Regions from separate parts of the Mus musculus genome. Here region 1 is linked to region 2. A link is a contact called in public ChIA-PET data. All regions are on one chromosome and are shown on one strand. The core of a region is the stretch at or near the end of the contact, and the rest is flanking DNA. Distances in the headings are between cores, read along the strand shown. Region 1 has its middle 230 kb from the start of Gm36886. Region 2 overlaps Gm36723 (a long non-coding RNA gene).

Region 1 (3,187 bases), core at 96-2,595, 340 kb after region 2:
ACCATGTGTGTTCCAGTGAGGAATGTCCCCCATCATCTTGTTCGTTTGAACATTTGGTTCCCAGAAGGTGCAGCTGTCTGGGAAGGTTTAGGACATGTGCTTTAATAGAGGGAGTATGTCACAGGAGGTGGGCTTTGAGATTAAAGCCTCATGTCATTTCCAGTCATTATCTATGCTTACTGCTTATGTTACAAGACATGTGCCCTCAGCTTGTCACTCAAGCCACCGTGCCTTCCACCTCCTTCATTCTGTCCCCAACATTATGAACTCAAACCCCCTGGAACCATGAGCCTAAATAAACTCTTTCTTCTATAAGTTGCCTTGATCACAGTGTTTCACCACAGCAGCAGAAAAGTGACTAACACACTGTTGCCATTGAACTTTGGTGTTGAACTTCTTAGGGCTAACATTTATGAGAGGTATAGGTAATAGAAATCATTTTGGTAGGTTTTAATTCATTCACTCATGTATTCAAAGCTGTCTTTCTCAAGGCATGTCAAGAAGCCTTGACATAGGTGTATGAGCGAGTGACAAGCTAGCAGTAGGAACTGACCATGGTGTAAACTCACAAAATGCAGCACATTCTAGGTCAAAGAGTAGCCTTTGGGGACCCAGGTGCATTCCTTCACAGGACCCAGAAAGTTGTCAGTGCTTCTCCTACAGGAACGGAGTAAGCACCTGCTTGATTTCTATTGTGTTGTTGCAACACCATAACCAAAAGTGGTTTAGAGAAGCAATTGTTCATTTTGTGTACATTTCAATATCACAGTCCCACTGAAGGAAGTCATGGTAAGGGCTCATTCAGAAACTTGAAGCAGAAGCTATGGAGGGCTGTGGCTTGCTGGATCGCTCTTTCTTTCTTTCTTTCTTTCTTTCTTTCTTTCTTTCTTTCTTTCTTTCTTCTTTTCTTTTCTTTTCTTTTCTTTTCTTTTCTTTTCTTTTCTTTTCTTTTCTTTTCTTTTTTTTTTTTTTTTGAGACAGGGTTTCTCTGTGTACTTTGGCTGAACTCACTCTGTAGACCAGGCTGGCCTCGAACTCAGAAATCCACCTGCCTCTGCCTCCCAAGTGCTGGGATTAAAGGCGTGCCCCACCACCGCCCAGCCATACTTAGCTTTCTTGTATAGTTCAGGACCAGCTGTCCCCCACAGTATGCTGGGCCCTCCTCCACCATTTAACACTAAAGGCAATGCCCAACAGATACAACCGCTGGTCAGCCTGGTTCTGCTCTCCTTTCAGATGACTCCAGGCTGTGTCAGTTTGACAGTTGAAGCTAACTAGGACTGTGTGGAAGCCCACAGGGAGCAGCAGGTGCGCGGGGTGCCTGGTTGTACCTGGGAAATGTAAATGCAAGCTTTGTTTCCTTGTCTCTTGAAATGCTGGAAGGAAAACCACAGGTGCCTTCAAGGAAACAGATGGAAGCTGCGGTGTGTTTTGTGTAACCAAAGCATTAGGCTGTGTTTGTGTGGCTTCGGGCGAGTTACTTCCTCTGAGCTCTGATCTTTCTCAGGTGCAGCTCCAGAAACCATCCTTTCCTTTCCTTGTGGCTTTCTCGGGTCCACCGGCTTGCTCCGCCTCTGTGGTGTAAAAGACGCAGGCCCCTCTGTCATAGGCAGTAGACTGGCATGCCGTCTGGGTTTCCTTTCTAATCTTCCGCGAGTCTCATTCCAGAGCCCTTGGACAATAGGGCGGCATGGTGGGAGAGAGAAGAATGAACTCAGGGAGGGGGCCGGCCAATCTTAGCTTATTTCAAAGAGTTCACGTGGATTGTAAGTGTCGGATCATGAGGAGGCTGGCAAAAGGGCCCGCTCCTCATGAGGTCTGGTTAATATTAGGAATTATTGCCTCAAACACTGCAGGTGTGGATCGACCCCTTTCAGTCCCTGCAAGTGGGGCTGCAACCGCCTTTGACAGCCTCCAAGCTGCAGAGTGCTCACGCCCAGGGCAGACAATGATGCGGGGGAGTTGCTGGTTTTAGGATAGAAAATTACAATGCATATATAGTAAACAGCACCTGGAAGTTTACTAATGATTTTTACAATTAACAGCAGCGGTCTGATTATTCATGCGTGCTTTCTATGAAAGAGAAGAAAGGAAGCAGATGTTGAAAACAGTCACGTGGCTTGGAGTTTACTGGGAGGGGGCCCTGGTGGTGAGAGAAGAAGGATGGATGGGCTGGAGCAAAAGGAAGGAAGAGTGAACGAGGTGGAGATAGCTTCCTGTGGTTTTGCTCTGGCTGTCGTATGCAAATAGCCTCATCCAGATCTCACAAGAAACCTTCAGATACTTTCACATCTTCTTAAGTCATTTCTACACTCTGCATGTTTAAAGCCCCATGTAGTTTGCAGCGGCTGAGCAATAGATATATTAAGTAGTCAATGGAAACATATGATTGGGCTTTTTTTTTTTTTCTGTTTCGTACTAAATTTTGTGTGGCTCTGATGAACATGTAGGATGATTCTGGCTCAATGCCTGTAAAAGGCACCAGGTGGGCTTCTGGTTACTTCTAGAGACTCCTGTTCTTCAACCATGAAGCCATCTGTATTATATTCTGAAACTTGATGTCTGATTCCAATGTTTTTCACCCTTTGTTTCTCAGCCTTTTAAACCCCTTGCTCAGCTCCAAGTAAATTTGATGACTTTGTCTACAACTGAATGCTGAATGGACTTGTTTATATACTGAAAAGGGATGGTGTTGTCAGACAGTGCTCTTAAGGGTTAAATGTTTTCTTGTTTCACCATACACAGGCTTGCTCTCTCTCTCTCTCTCTGTCTCTCTCTCTCTCTGTCTCTCTCTGTCTCTCTCTCTCTCTCTGTCTCTCTATCTATCTATCTATCTATCTATCTATCTATCTATCTATCTATCTATCTATCTATTCCCCTCCCTTCTATTTTAGCTTGTTCTTGGTTCACCTAAAAAAGATTTTTATGTGATTGAAGTCATGGGGAAAGTGTTATTTTGTAGTTTGCTATTGTTCAAAATTTAAAATCATGGGGCTGCTATTTGATTCTTAGTACCTATATCAAGGCAGCTTACACCCACCTACAAGATAACCTGTCACCCTTTCCTGGGCTCCTGGGCTCCTGTACTCCACTGCACATTCTCACGCAGAAATACACATACAGAATTGGTTTTAGCAGTTAAACAATGGCATTTTCATTTGTAATAATTTTTGATAAGAAAATTTTG
Region 2 (3,415 bases), core at 490-2,989:
TCCTCACCAATGCTACCATCATTACCATCACTGATATATTCATGACCCTCCTCCTCCTCAGCACCACCATCATCACCATCATCCTAATCACAACCATCATCCTCATCATGCTGTGGGTAAATAAAACATGTGAAGGAGAAGGAACACCAGAATGCTTCCCTTGTAACTTTTCATTAGCCTTGGGAGACCATAGCAACCATTTTAATTTTCCTCTGCTGTGGCCTTAATATAATTGAGAGAGAAGTCAATTTAAATCAGACAATCTATCCAGCTATATATGTATATATTCTGTATATGATATCTGTATCTAGCAGACAATTCCACAAATATGTTTTGATGGTATCTGCATCCCAGGACCATGTAGCACCCTCAGGCCACACAGAGGGGTTATAATTCCAACACTGGGGGATGTTAACTCTGTCCAAGGATGTCCATATTTGGGGTTTAGCTCTGCCTCTTCATTATGATTCTGGGGTTTTAAAGCCATAGCTTCTGACCGAAGCTCATTGAAGGTCATCCCGTTTGCTATTGGCACAATTTTGTGAAGAGGATCAATGACCACTAAGTAAGGAGTAGTCCACCACTAAGTAAGGAACATTTCCTGGCTGTTCACCTTTGAGCAGCCAACGGAGCAAGCCAGGAAAACTGGAAGAACCCATTTCCGAGAAATAGCTTGATCCAGGGGAGATACACAGAATTTGGGATGCATGTCTACATTAAAATCCCCACTAGCCTCAGTCAGCTTTTCAACCTTAATTCTGTCTTACTGACTTCTATGGGCAGATGGCAGAGGGAATGCACACACCTATTAATGTCCTTCTCCCTCTAAATTATTCAAGGTGACACTGTATCAGCTGGGCTCTCCAAGAGGATGATCCTAGGTGGTTTCAACTAGGTACTGGCTTTTGTTTTTCGGAGTTGCATCTAAACCTTGCCTAGGCACCTCGTGTTTCTTTACCTTGTCCATCCTCACAGAATATTCATTTTGTCTGCCAGAAGCTTGGTTTAACCTTGAGCCCCTTACTCTCCTTTCTCAGTGACCTAATGGCTCCAGTCTATGCCATTTTCATTTCTTTTATGGTATTAATTATCTCCATAAGGCTGGGGGAGATGGCCCAGTCAGTAATTCTCTTACTTTGCAAACATGAAGACCTGAGTTTAATCCTCAGAGCCAATGTTAGAATACCAGCTGCAGTGATCCACACTTGCAATCAAGGTACTGGGGAGGCAGAGACCTGAGCACTCCTGAGGCTTATAAGCCATCATTCCAGACTACTAGGAGAGATCCTGTCTCAAATGAAGTGGTGCTCTTCCTAAGAATGACTCCCAAGGTCGTCATCAGCATCTATACATTCAGTCATCTGCTTGTGTACCTGTATACACATGTACACACCCTACATGAACATGCATACATGCCTATATTTCCTCCTGAGACTTCTCAGAATTTAAGTGTACTAGGATCCAGAGACCAAAGTTTTGAGCACTTCTGACCCATGCTATTGGACTTAGGTATGGCTGGTGTGAAGGTAAGGATTGACTCCTCTTTTACATACAGGTTTGCTGTGTTTTCTTTGTATGGATTATCTATTTCTAGTTGAGAGAGGAGCAGAGCAGTGGTCAACCCATCTTGGGTGGCCGTCCTAATGATTGTTGGGATAGTTGTCAGCATGGCTGCCACCTTGCAGGATGCGGCACTACATTCACAAATCTGGCAGACAAGGCTTGAGCTTCCAGGAAGTCATGTACAGAGATGGTTGAGGTGGCGATGCTGGTGTGGCATGCAGGTGGTTGTGGGTTTGCAGCCTGCCATGGTGACTGCTGGCCACATTCTGAATAGATAACTATCTAAGGCCCCAGGGCCTACAGCTAAACTTGTAGCCAGGCCTCTGGATGGACACATTTTGGGTTCTGTGGTCTCAGTTTAACTGCCTGTCTAACTTCTGCTCATCTTTGAAATGGACACTTTACGTTCTGGCCCCTGAAAGTTGTGTCTCCATACACTGGGCTCTCTGCTGTGTCTTTGTCACCTAGGCTTTGAGGCCATCCAAGCTGTCATCAAACTGCTCCACCTAGCAGATGCCTGGTGGATAATGAGAGCCCATATGGATCAAGGCCGCCCCTAAGATCAGCATGCGTGTTCTTTAAGCATGTCTGGAGGCAGAGAACTGGATATATTCTCTGTCTGTATGGCACCCACAGCAGATGAGCTGGGATATTTATTATTTTTGGTATATTTTCCACTCACATGTTCCATTTTTGAGATTAAATTTGCTGGAGAAAAAAGAAGGCATTCCATCAAGACAGATTGGGTGGAGACAAGATGCTGAAAGGCCCCTGGGGAGGAGAACACTGGGTGACGTGTGTCCCAGCTGGTAATGCTTCCCTTCGGCTAAAGGAACATGAGCTCATGGTCACTGGCTCCACAACAACGCTTTCTCAGAATCTTCCTGACCCACATTCCTAGATGTGATAATGCTGTGGTGGTAGGTGAGGGTGATCATATGGAACTCAGTGTTTGAATAGGAGGTAGGGTAACAGCCTTTCAATGGAAATCTCTTCTACACAGAGAAAAGAAAGCTTGCTGCCAAGGAAGTTTTTCTTCATAATATTATATACTTACATGTTTCAATAATTTTTTTTTCCTGTACAAACCAGAGTGATAACCACGAAGCAGACTTGGCTTGGGAGCATGCAGCAGGAGGGTCTAGGAGAGTGGGCGTATGTGGGGGTGGGTGTTGTGGGAGAGCAGGATTTGGATGAGGGAAGAAGTACGCGCACAGCTGGGGCCACCTTTTCTGGCGCTATCACTTCACCGTCACAGATGTTCCCATGGTCTGCGTGGTTTGCAGCCAGCTTCTTTCCTGATGCATCACTCCCAGACTCTCCTGATTCGAGGGCACATGGTGGCCTGCTTGTCCCTCAGCCAAGGCCTCAGCTGTCCAGGGCATTGGTGACAACTGCAATGGCCATATCCTGTTTTGAACTGGGGCTGGAGCGCTAGTGATGCTTGCTTTCTCTGTGTGCTTCATCATGGCCAAGGGTAAGTAACTTACCCTTCTGGTGAACCTTGGCCAAGTGTGGATGACAATATCCTGATGCATTCTATACTGAGGTATAGAATTCATACCATGTGTGGATACATCATATGTCTGCACTCTACGGTTGCTTCACAGGTTTTCTGTGACAATCTTCTGATACAGAAGCATCCTCATTACAGACGGGGAAATCGGGGTCCACGGAGATTAAGTAACTCACACCTGTGCACTCGCACACACAAGCGCACACTTGAGAACACAGGCATGTACAAGCCCAAAGGCATGTGTTTTGACTCATATTCATGTGTGAATGCACACGAACATGCATATACATGCATACACAAACATGACCTTGGGGAGGCCAGGCCAGTATTTTACAC

Evidence for each region. ChIA-PET counts read pairs in DNA pulled down with a chosen protein or histone mark.
Region 1: a contact with region 2 is called in an RNA polymerase II ChIA-PET map of memory CD8 T cells, with 7 read pairs. The contact joins two enhancer-like sites. A contact is called at or near these places in 1 of 484 Hi-C or Micro-C datasets (DN3 thymocytes) and 3 of 115 datasets of contacts at active chromatin or transcription factors (T-cell acute lymphoblastic leukemia, craniofacial prominence and memory CD8 T cells).

What each region holds. Positions count from the first base shown.
Region 1 is chr12:25,701,071-25,704,257 of GRCm38.p6, forward strand. No RefSeq gene overlaps it. Among named protein-coding and RNA genes, the nearest start is that of Gm36886, 230 kb to the left of the region's middle. Within about 2 kb of position 1,346, at least 32 of the 459 cell types and tissues checked have an H3K27ac peak or open chromatin away from gene starts, as enhancers often do. A contact at or near this core is called in memory CD8 T cells, where this site is marked.
Region 2 is chr12:25,361,177-25,364,591 of GRCm38.p6, forward strand. All of the region lies in intron 1 of Gm36723 (a long non-coding RNA gene), which reads left to right. Among named protein-coding and RNA genes, the nearest start is that of Gm36723, 7.0 kb to the left of the region's middle. Within about 2 kb of position 1,740, at least 9 of the 459 cell types and tissues checked have an H3K27ac peak or open chromatin away from gene starts, as enhancers often do. A contact at or near this core is called in memory CD8 T cells, where this site is marked.